Regions from separate parts of the Anas platyrhynchos genome. Here region 2 is linked to region 1. A link is a contact called in public Hi-C data. All regions are on one chromosome and are shown on one strand. The core of a region is the stretch at or near the end of the contact, and the rest is flanking DNA. Distances in the headings are between cores, read along the strand shown. Region 1 overlaps ITPR2 (inositol 1,4,5-trisphosphate receptor type 2). Region 2 holds the start of BHLHE41 (basic helix-loop-helix family member e41).

What was found. Hi-C and Micro-C count contacts between places; a contact is called where the count stands out from the background.
Region 2: a contact with region 1 is called in a Hi-C map of subcutaneous adipose tissue, with 3 times the contacts expected there. The contact joins the promoter of BHLHE41 here to the enhancer-like site in region 1. A contact is called at or near these places in 4 of 8 Hi-C or Micro-C datasets (F5 follicle, liver, skeletal muscle and 1 more).

The regions. Positions count from the first base shown.
Region 1 is chr1:75,168,372-75,174,035 of IASCAAS_PekinDuck_T2T, reverse strand. The region is part of intron 37 of ITPR2 (inositol 1,4,5-trisphosphate receptor type 2); the gene reads right to left. Among named protein-coding and RNA genes, the nearest start is that of SSPN, 160 kb to the left of the region's middle. Within about 2 kb of position 3,310, at least 5 of the 8 cell types and tissues checked have an H3K27ac peak or open chromatin away from gene starts, as enhancers often do. A contact at or near this core is called in F5 follicle and subcutaneous adipose tissue, where this site is marked.
Region 2 is chr1:75,349,831-75,355,494 of IASCAAS_PekinDuck_T2T, reverse strand. BHLHE41 (basic helix-loop-helix family member e41) reads right to left here and starts at 2,926. Exons shown (of 5, transcript XM_027450016.3): 1 at 2,572-2,926; 2 at 2,341-2,404; 3 at 2,055-2,162; 4 at 1,806-1,917; 5 at 1-1,725. The coding sequence starts at 2,633. The coding sequence ends at 767.

The sequences.
Region 1 (5,664 bases), core at 2,061-4,560:
AGAGGAGCAGAGAAGCTAGAAACGCGGGTCCCAGGCAGAGGAAGCAGCTGGTAGGCATCTGTAATTGAATTCCTGGAGGACTTGGTCTATTTTTAAAGTTCTCTGTAGGTTAGCTTTTTTTTTTCCACCTTCTTTCTCCCCCACAGATGAATGTTTCCAAACTTGACACAGTTTTAAAGTTTTATTACATACATCTATGAGTTCCAGCTCTGTGTAAAATCCTGTGAGAGCGGCAATGCACCTAGAAGTCAAGAGCCGGATTCTAAAACTCTGCACTGGGGAGGAAGAAAATGAATCAGTTCTACCTTTAATTGTATATTGTAAGGGTAAAGAACTTTTGTTTTGAAATGCACACACGTAAACCTCTTGTACTGTACTTAGACCCTAAGCTAGAGGGACATTGATTTTCTATCAACTCCAAAATAAAACGAATTCCATTGTTGTAGGTATCATAGAATCATAGAATGGCCTGGGTTGAAAAGGACCTTAAAGATCATCTAGTTTCAACCCCCCTGCTCTGGGCAGGGTTGTCAGACACTAAAGCAGGCTACCCAGAACTACATCCAGCCTGGCCTTGAATGCCTCCAGGGATGGGGCATCCACAACCTCTCTGGGCAACCTGTTTCAGTGCCTCACCACCTTCTAAGTGAAAACCTTTCTCCTACCATCTAACCTAAATCTCCCATTTTAGTTTAAAACCATTCCCCCTTGTCCTATCACTACCAACACATGTAAACATGCATTCCCCCTCCTGTTTGTATGCTCCCTTCAAGTACTGGAAGGCCACGATGAGGTCTCCCCACAGCCTTCTCTTCTCCAAGCTAAACAAGCCCAGTTCCCTCAACCTTTCTGCATAGGAGAAGTACTCCAGCCCTCATATCTATAGGTATGCTGTGCTTCAGCAGTATCCACTAACCCATAGCTTTGTGGGCACATTGATAGCTAAGTAATAAATCCCTACAAACCAGCAAAATGTGAGGGTTTTCTTTATGCTTTTTCTGTAACTGATATCTGAACAGCATGTTTTCATTTGACCAGTCTAACATCATATAAAGCCACTGGCAGAGCTAAGCAGGACTTCTGACTTGCTTTTGTCTGTAAGCACTCTAACCTGCTCAATTTGTGTTTAGGGCTTTCCACACCTTTATAGCTCCTTTTTCTCCTGTAATGCCTGTTAGATAATAACTGGTGCCCTAATATTCCTGCACAGCTTGGGAAAACAGTGGTCACCATTTCTGAGAGGGAGAATGTTGTCAGTCTCCATCTACAAAGACCTCTGGCTCTGCTTGCCTATTTGGGCACTGCCTCTTCCTCAGCCCTGCAATCTGGCGAAGAGCCAGGGTCTGGGATCACTGCCTTAGGCCTCCTTGGATGGATCACCAGTGTATGGTAAAAAGATCTTATATACAGCTCTGAATGGCTACTGTGAAGCACTGGAGACCAAGCTCTGGTAGAGCTGAAGAGAGGAAAAGTTCTCAATTCACTTACAGCAGAGTCCAGTCTGAGCTATACTCATTTATTTTCTGAGTTGCTGCAGCAAGTTAAATTCTCTGATGATAATGAGCAGTCACCGACTGCACCACCAACTCATTAAATCAACTCAGTATCCACTCGTTAGCAAACACATCTATACACTCCGGATTTAAGACTTGCTGGCTAGCAGAAATGTAGCATATGATATTTGTTGCAGTATAATTTGTATTATTTTATTCCAATTTGTGTAAAATGATCTTTATGTAGCTGCAGCATGCCTCCCTCTGTCTTTTAATAGTGATAGATTATCCACAAAGGCTGTTAGTTTTAAAAAAGAAGGGAAAGTCAAAGATGACTTTTCAGCTCCTTGCAGGACAGGGTTATGTAACTACACATCACAATGTATATTTAAACATCAGTATGTTAACTGCGTATACAGAGATGAGGTGAAAAGACAGTGGAATAGAAATAGAAAAGCGTAGAAAAATCTTCACTAAACATCAGAAATATATAATTTGTAATGCTTATTAATAATAAAAAAGTGACTCTAACAATATCTTCCTCTTGAAAATATAATAAATACAAGATAATAGAGCATGTATCATATAAAGTGGTATTATTTGCTGAATATTCCCCAAATGCACAACCAGTATACCTGATCTTATCAAGCAACATTGGATTTTGTTGCAAGTACAGCTGTATAAATGACTATTTTCTTACTATATTGGTGGCAGGGGAAATGTTTAAGAAGAAAATGTTTTGACTACTACAAAGACTGCCTGTAAACAGTATATTCTGGCCCTAAGAAAGCAGAGAAGATTTAATGCAGCTTAAAATTTCAGAGGGTTTGGTTTCTTCTCAGTTCCTGGGCAACAATATTCTTTTCGAGGATAAGACAATGAACATTAGCTTCTAGCAGAAGGGGAACGATGGATTAGAAAAAGGTATTTTGGAGAAATGGTGGGGTGAATGTTGCAGAGTGGTAGATGGGGGAAATCACTTCTCTGCCCTTCAGTTCTGTTATGTCAATTTGTTCTTTGGCTGCTTATTAATGAAAACTGTTGCTATAATTTTAAGCTGCTCCAGTTCCTCCCAGTTGTTTTCGTTTTTTTTTTCTCCCCCCAGCCACAGGACCCTCTTTTTGCAGAGGACTGAGTAAAAGGCAAGAGGTTTATGGCAAGAACATTTGCAACTTCCTACAGACACCCCTGTGTAACACCACTAGGGAGTCTCACATACAAAAAAAATTATGAAAAGTAATAACAGGCCACCTGCATGCACAAACTTTGGTGTATACAAACCAGCAGGCTTTGCCAAAACTGTCAGCCTCTTGACAACCAACCTGTCAGTCACACTGAAACCTGAAGAGTCTGCTCTGCTGCCTGTGAAGCTGCTTTTAGAGGCAAACAAGACAAGGACCGAAGCCCTCTGCGAAGCAGCAACAAAACCTTTTTCTGTGATCTCTTGGCAGTGGCAGGGCAGGGGAGAATGAGGAGAGATCGTTGTTTGTTTCCTTTTGTTGCTGCTGTTGTTGTTGCTGCTCGAGCCAGGTTACATAATGCTTAATTTCAGGCTCTTTTTGGTGGCATGATGATGTATACGCAATGCAAATACCCTTGCTGGAATTACAGGAGCAATTTATCAATTCATGTGCGGCTAATCAACCCATTTGCTTTCTAGTGTGCAACAGCAAAAGCTTATCTCATGCAGACTCACGATCGTTCGGCACAACCTAATTGAATTTCAGGGCCAAGAGCGTTGCACGACACGTGACGGGCTCTGCCGGCACGCGGTGCCAGACACTGCAGGCGTTACATAATCACGCGCGGCTGCTGGCTGGGGAGGACGGCGCTCTGCCTCGCCTCATCGGCTTGGCGGCTGGCCTCTCCTGCCATCATGCCCCGCAGCCCCAGCCTGCGTGCCCCGCTCACATGGACACTCACATGTGTCGGGGACCTTTTGCAGCGGCACGGGAGAACGGGACCGCTCCCCTCTGCCAGCCAAAACGCTTCATTAAATCGCTCACGAGGCGGAGGAGATTAGAGTGGGTGAAGACACGCACAACACCTAAGGTAAAAGCTGTCTCCTCACACTGACTGCCCCACGCTGGGGGGCCACGGGAGCTGGCCTCCCTGCCTAACTGAGGGTGCTCCTGGGGGAGCACAGGCTGTGGTACTGCTGCTCGGAGAGCAGCCACCCGTGTGTTCCTCGGGCACCTGCTGCTCACCACGGGGGTGTGGGGCCTGGCAAGCCCCGGAGATGGGGGTTACTCAACTGACTATGCCTTTCCCCCTCACCCCAAGGTGCACAGAGGCCAGAGGCCGTGTCCCTGCTCCTTCCTGGCCCACTTGAGAGTCTCCCACCTTGTGCCCTAAGCAGCCCCTGAGCACGTGCAGGGAGGTAACTGCCCTCTTGTGCCTAGCACGTACTGATCACGCCAGGTATGACTCACCTGAAGGGATTTTCCATAGACAAGGCAGGCATTATTTAGTAATGGATATATATTAACTGCTGCGGATAAAAGCACACTCCTCCCCGTGTCACAGGCAGGGGCTAGATGCACTTCAGGCAATGGGATTCCTACCAGTTTCACCATCTGCAGATCTGCATCGCCAAATACAAAAGCCGCAGGTCACAGCTGAGCGCTGGGAGCAGCACACAGTTAACATGCATCACAACTTGCACCGGCCTCATACTGACATCCAACTTACTGAGCTGCAAGCTGCCAGCTATCCCATGCATACTCATCTTCAGTGCCTGTACACCGTGAGGCGCTCTGTAATGAACAGTGCTTTGTCCACATCTCTTTGTTTTGTCTTTCTCTGGACTGTAGGTTTCTGGAGCCACCTTGACCCAAAATTATTCCTTCAGGAGAAAGGGCATTGCAACTGCAGCTAGCCAGCGCAGCAGAATGAGTCTTTGAAGTCTGTACGACTCGAGAAATGACTCCTTTCATGTATGCCAACATTTCAGCAAATAAAAAAGGCATGCTTTTTCCCAATAAAAGCCAACTTCAGAACAATAATTTATGCAAATAATCCAAAGCCAAGCTTACTAAATCAGTGTTTGTTAAGACTTCATACTATTTGTTCAACAAATCTTTCATTCACAAAGCCCATGAGCACACTGTTTGCTTGATTTAAGGCAGAGAAAATGGGCACCAAGCCAACTGCTAGGTTCTGCACTGTCATACACAAAGTCTGGTTCTACTTTCAGAGAGACCTTTGAAGGTGAGTCATTTGGTCCTCTGGAGACGAGCCCAAAACAGGAGATGGCTTATGATACTTGAAAGTACCTTCCGCTGCCCTGCCACGTTCCACCACAGCGATACACTGCAAGGACTGCAGGGACTGGGCAACAGACTCATGGCAAAAAGTGACAACATATTCAAGTAGCCAGCCTGTCAGAGGGGAGATCAGTTCCCTTACCTTGTCCTTCAGCAACCCATCTCACAGCACAAAAATCTAGAATGAAGTCAGTCTGGGCACAAACACACAGTGTCTACCAAGTCAGAAACAAGCTTTAGTGCAATATATATATTCACCAACTTCAGAAAAAATAAGACAGTTTCCCCACGGTGGCTCTTGCTCAAGTCAGATGGGCACTGTAATTTGTTTTAGCTGCACATGTGCTTTTCTAGCAAGAACGTGTCTGAAAGAGCCCCTTTGTGCACAGCTGCAGCTGCCCAGGGGCTGGTTTGCCACCTCCTGTGGCTTTGGAGGCCCCTACTGGAAGACAGAGATGTACGTGCACTGTGCAGTCTGAGGCATTAAAGTAGCTCCTTTTCATTCAGCAAAGCTGTAGCGTGAAATTAATAGTTTGGAATCGTGCAGAGGGCTTGAGAAAATGCATTTAATTTACTCTGATTTTATTACCTCACGGTTCTTGAGTGGGGCAGTCAAAGCACTGAATTTAAGACGCAGAAACGTCTAAAACTAGCCATAAACTATAGGTTAGTTCAAAAGAAAACATCATCCCAGCAACACTTCCTTTCCTGCTCTCAAATAAAGTCTGTCTTCAGCTAAAAATCAGAATGAAAGAGAAAAGGAAGAAGTGTGTAGAGAAATAGGAATGATAGAGAGGGTTTAAGAAATCAAGTGAACTATTTCTTCCAGTTTCAAATCCTTTAGTGTTTAAAAATTAGTTTAAATACATGTTGAATTAACAGATGTATCAACTAGTTAACTTGTC
Region 2 (5,664 bases), core at 1,677-4,176, 180 kb before region 1:
CAGGAACATAAATAAAGATGGGGTGAGAACAAACGCACTTGCCACACCTGTATACCCTAGCCAAAAAAAAAAGTAAACACAAGGTTACATAATGGGTCTGACCCTCCTTCCCTTGCACACCCACAACTCGCTGGAGCCAAAACCTCGCAGCATCCCCGGGTGCTCAAGGCACTGCAGGTTGGGGCTCAGGGTTCATCTGACCACGGGCCGCTCCCCGATAAAGTGCTACCACAGGCGCCGGGGTCTCCCCTTCCTTCCCTTGCCTCGCCGCCCCTCCGCCCTCACCCTGAGCCCACCCAGGTCTCCCGGCCAAGTGCAAGTTCCTCAGTGGGGCCCAGGGACACTGTACGAACCCACTCACGATAAGGTGCAACATTTAAGTTACCTTAGAGAGAGAGAGAGAGAGAGAGAGAAGAGTATCCTTACTATTCTTCTTCCTTTCCTTCTTTTTCCTTTTTTGTGTGTGTTGTGTTTTTTTTTTTTTTTGTTGTTGTTGTTTTGTTTTCCTCCTTAACATATTTACGCATTTATAAAGCCAAACATTACAAAAATACTGAGTAGCAAATTTTATCCTCGGCGGTCCGCTGCGGGAGCCGAGGGCTCCCGGGAAGGGGGGATGGCCGATTCCCCGCTCCCGGGCCCTGCTCCCGCTCCCGGAGCCGCCTCCCCCGGCCCGGCCCGGCTCGGCCCGGCCCCGGCGACCCCTCGCAGCCGCCCCCCGCCCTCCAGTGCCCGGGGCCGCGGGTCCCGGCCCGGCGGCGGCGGCTCAGGGCCCCTCGTCGGCGGCAGGCTCGGGCTCGTCGGCGGGCTCGGCGGCGGCGAAGGGGTGAGGGAGGTGGGGCGCCGCCTTCTCGGCGGGGCCGAGCACCGACGAGAGGCAGGGGAAGGAGGCGGCGGCGGCGGCTGCAGCGGCGGCGGCGGCCGCCTGCGCCGGGATGCCGGGATAGAGGAGCGGGATGGGGGCGGCGGGGTAGAGATATTTCTCCAGGCTGCCTTTATCCAGGAAGGGCTGCACGTAGGCGGCGGCGGCGGAGGGCGATATGAAGTAGAAGGGCAGGCAGAAGGGGGCGGCCGGCTGTCCGAAGGGCCCCCCCCCGGCGCCGCCCGCCCCCAGGGCCATCAGCGAGCCCAGCAGCGCGGCCTCGGGTCTCACCAGCGCCGCCGCCGCGGCCTCGGCGCCCCTCGCAGCCAGCCCCGGTGGGACGGGCAGGGGGCTGCCGCCGCGGTCCGGCTTCAGGCGCTTGGGCGCGGGGGGCGCCTCGTCCCCCGACGGCTCCTGCTTGATGGCCAGGCCAGGCAGCGCCCCCGGCGCCCCCGCAGCCGGGGCTTGGCCCCGCTCGCAGCGCCCCTCGGCCTCGCCGCCGTAGCCGCTGTCCGTGTCCGTGTCGGTCTCGGCGCTGAGCTCGGCGGCGTGAGTCCGCTGGATGACGGGCACGCAGTTAGCCTGGCCCTCCGGCTTGTGGCAGGGGGGGGCGGGCGGGGAGGAAGAAGAGGAGGAGGATCCCTTGGTGAGGGGGCCCGGCGGCGGGGACAGGAGCTGGGGGCCGGCGAGGAACTGCGAGGAGATGGAGTGCAGGTGGCCGAGGAGCTGGGCGCATCGCTGCTCGCGGGGGGTCCAGCTCTCGAAGCGGGAGAGGTACTGCAGCACTTCCTTGGCGCACGTCTGGAAGCCCGAGTGGAAAGCATCCAGGTCGGCCTGCACGGGAGACTTCATGGACCGCTCCCCTGCGGGGAAAGCCGAGAGGGGATGGTGTTTGCTCGTCCTGAGCCGCCCGGCTCTGCGCCTCCCCCCAGGGCCCACTTACCGCTCTGCAAGGCGACGATCTTCTGGTGCTGCTGCTCCGTCAAGGCTGTCAGCGCCTTCAGGTGTTTCAAAGTCAGCTCCAGCACCACTGCTTTCTCCAGGTGTCCCAGCGTCTGCAGGGACAGAGGGGGGAGGCGTCGGCTCGACAGCCTGTGGTGTGCCCATGGCTCAGGGACGGCGGCCCCCGAGCTGAGGGTCGGGGTGCCCGCACCCCACCCGCACCCCACGCAGGGGCAGTCCCACTTCTCACCGTCAGCTTCAGATGCTCGGGCAGCAGGTCCTTCAGCTGGGCGATGCACTCGTTAATCCTGTCTCGCCTCTTCTTCTCTATCAGCCTGTGCGGCAGCTTGTATGTCTCCTAGGGAGCAAAACCCGGAGAAGCCGGGCGGTAGGGGCACGCCGACCGAAAGCAAAACAAGTGTCACGCCGGCCTCCGCCGCCCCCCCAGGGACAGTGGCAAGCGCCGGCGGCGGGGATGCTCCGGGGGGCGAAGCCGCGCCGAGAAATTCGGGCAGCCCCGGAAAACTTCCTCTTACCTTGCTCTCGTCCCTCTTCATGCCTCTTTTGGGCTTGCACATGTACAGGGACGGATAGTCCAGCCTGCAGAAAAACACAAAGGTCCTGCGGCGGCGGCGGGAGCCAGAGACCCCGACCGGGCGAGCGGAGCCGGGCACGGCGGCCAGCTCTGCCCCCGGCGCCCTGCAGCGCGTCCCGCGGGAGCCGCGCCGAGCCGAGCCGAGCCGGGAGGCAGCGTGCCGGCGCCTTACCCCAGAAAATCCCTGTGCTCCAGGAGCTGCCGCTCCGGCAGGCGGGGGATTCCTTCGTCCATGGCTGGCGGCGGCCTCTGTCTCGTCGCTGCTCTCGGTCGAAGCCGTGGGATGCTGCGAGCGGTCCCTGCAGATCCGCGGGTGGCTCTGTGCACATGCAGCCTCCGGCCCCGCTCTCCCGTGCAGCGGCCAAAGTATGCGATAGCACGGCTCGGCTCGGCTCGGCTCGGCGCGGCGCGGCTCTGCCCCCCCCGCTGCCTCCGCCGCTCCCCTTGCCCGCCTCGCTCCCGCTGGCCGCTCACACGCCCGCCGCGCCGCGCCGAGCCCAGCCTGCCCGCGGGGCACGCGCGCCGCCAGCCAGCCCCGCACCCGGCTCACGTGCGGCGCGCGCCGGGCGGGCGGGGAGGCGGGGCCTGGGGCGGGGCCCGGGGAAGGGGGGGCGGGGAGGGGGGAGCCCCCGGCGGGCTGCGGAGGGGAGGGGACGGGGAGGGTCCCCGCCGCCGGCCCCTGGGGCCGCCCTGCGAGAGGCCGGCTTCCCCTGCGTACCTCTGCCGCCGCGCTTCGGCCCTGCGTTTTGATGTTTTAATGTTTTTTTTTTGTTGTTTTTTTTGTTTTTTTTTTTTGTTTTTTTTTTTAAATTTTGGAGGGTTTTGTTTTTATTGCATTATTTTATTTTATCGCATTATTTTATTGCATTGCATTGTTTTCTTGCATTATTTTATTTTGTAATTTTATTTTATTTTATTATTTTTACTTCCTTTTATTTCATTTTTTATTATTTACACTTCTGTTATTTTCCCTTTTCTTTTCAAGCGTGCCTTTCCCCTGTTCCCATCGCTGCTGCCATCCCCCCCCCGCCGCACATAATCCCTCCTCACGCCGCGCACAGGGCCGCCAACGTGACCCGACCTCCCACCGCCGCCGCCCCGCGCCCCCCCCGGTGCCCGTGTGCTCGTGTCGCTGCCCCCCGTGCCCCCCGCTCCCCCCGGCCGTGCCGCAACGTGCGGGGCCCGGGCCGTGCGGGGGGGCGGCGGGCGGGGAGGTGCCCGCCGGGAAATGGCAGCAGCACGCACGCAGGCAGACAGACAGACGGGCAGACAGACAGAGGGGGTGACACACGGGCACACGCACGCGTGACTCGTGATTTTTTCACGCAGGGGCTGCACGAGGGGCCGGGAGCGGGGAGGGCTCCGCAGAGGGGCCGCAGGCTGCAGCCTCTTCTCCCGGCCGGGAAGCAAGCGGCACTGCAGGCTGGTGCAGCTCCTTCCCCGGCAGCCTAATGGCATTTTCACGTTGCCAGTGCCACGAAAACGGGCTAAAAATAAACTGGGCGCCGCACGCCTGGAGGTGTTTGGGGGGAGAGGTCCGAGCCGCTGCCGCTGGGAGGGGGGGGAGAGCTGCGGCCCAGATCCCTCGGGATGGGGAATTTTGGGGCTGGGGAAGGAGGGGGGAGCTTGTGGGGTGCCTGCTTTCCCTAACTGATACAAGGGATCAGGGGGGAGCACTTCTGGAGCACCTCCTCGTGGAACACCTGGAGCATCTCTGCCAGCTTCATCCTCTCTGGGACAACCTGCAAATGTTCAAATTACGGCAACAACGTCCGGAGCGAGACTTAGCTTTCAGGAGGAGAAATCCTGATTGTGGGATTCCTCTAAAACCGGGTGGGAATGGAAATTGAAAATGATCAAAAGATGCAAAACATGATCTGAGACAGCTGGAGGCCTTGCAAGAGAAGTTCAAGCAACATCTGGAAACTTCTAAGAGAGGTTTATAAGAGGTCACCTGCAGACGAGGATAAAAGGCTTCAGTGTCTAGGGAGAGTGCAAAATTCTCCTGGAAGAGTCCCAGTTTAAAATGGCAAGAGGGATCAAAGAGGTGATCAGCAGCATGACCATCACAGAAAAGAATGTTTTTCAGAAAATAAGCGGCAGAAAAAAAGCTTTGACCAATTTACAAGCTGAGATGAACCACAGCAAAGAGTTAAGAAGCTGAAAAATCACTCGGAAAAGGAAATCAGAGGTTTGCAGGTCACCACAGGGCAAAAACAGCCTCCTGCTGAAGACAAGGGCTAGCTAGAGAACCGCTGATCCCAAATGCTCGCCACCATTTTCAGCCTAGGAGGAAGGAATCAGAGTGCCTGTCCCAGCTGAGTCATTGCAAAAGCTGCCCTCTGAGGAGACTCCATTTCGGAGGTTTATTCAAGTCAGTCAATAACCACAGTGTAAGGGAATGAATGCCTTCGAGATACAGTGCCTAGGAGCACCGTATTCATGAAGGAATTAACAAGGACTTTTGGGGTAAATTGGACATCAGCCTATGCGTAGATTTTCACTTTTGGGATGACCAAATGGAGACCAGGGAAAAAATCAAAATGAGAGCAGACGAAAACTGGGTCAAAAAAGAGGTCTGGCTGTCCTGGTGTCCATCAGGAGATGCCTAGGGAGGAGCGACTGAGCAGTGTCTGCGTGCAAGGAAAGCTCCCCAGCCCTGTCCCCCAGGTCCCAGGGGCCCACGGTGTAGAGACTTCCTGAGCCAGAAGCGATATCTCTTAATGTGTTTAATGGGAAGCCAAAGACACTGTGAGAAGCAGAGGAGTTTGCCAAGGTGCTTAAATCATTGGTTGCAGCAGAGCATGAGGCCAGGAAGCAGACACTGGTGAGAGGTTGGTCAGTCACCGGCAGGCCTGTCAGCGAAGCTAGTAACGAGAGGAAGGAGAGAACTTTCCATTTCAGACTGCCATGCATACCTGAAGAATGTAAAACGAGGGAGACGGCAGCCATGCAGATACACAGCTGAATTCTGAAGCAGAAATAAAACAACCTGACTGAGGGCAGGTGGTGGGCTGGGAGGAGGCACAAGGTGCAGCAAGGCCTCTGCAGCACTGGGTGAGAGCAGGACGCCCAGCCAGCTGCGGCAATGGGGTTACAGCCAGCCTGGAGGGGCAGCGATCAGGGCCCACTACTTTTCAAAACCAATTCAAAACAAAACAAAACAAACTACATGAGGGAGGTTGGTCACTGAGGCAGTCCTAGGTCATGGAACCCCATGGCCTGGGTGATATTAGAAACGGCCCAAACTCTACCAGACCAGGCA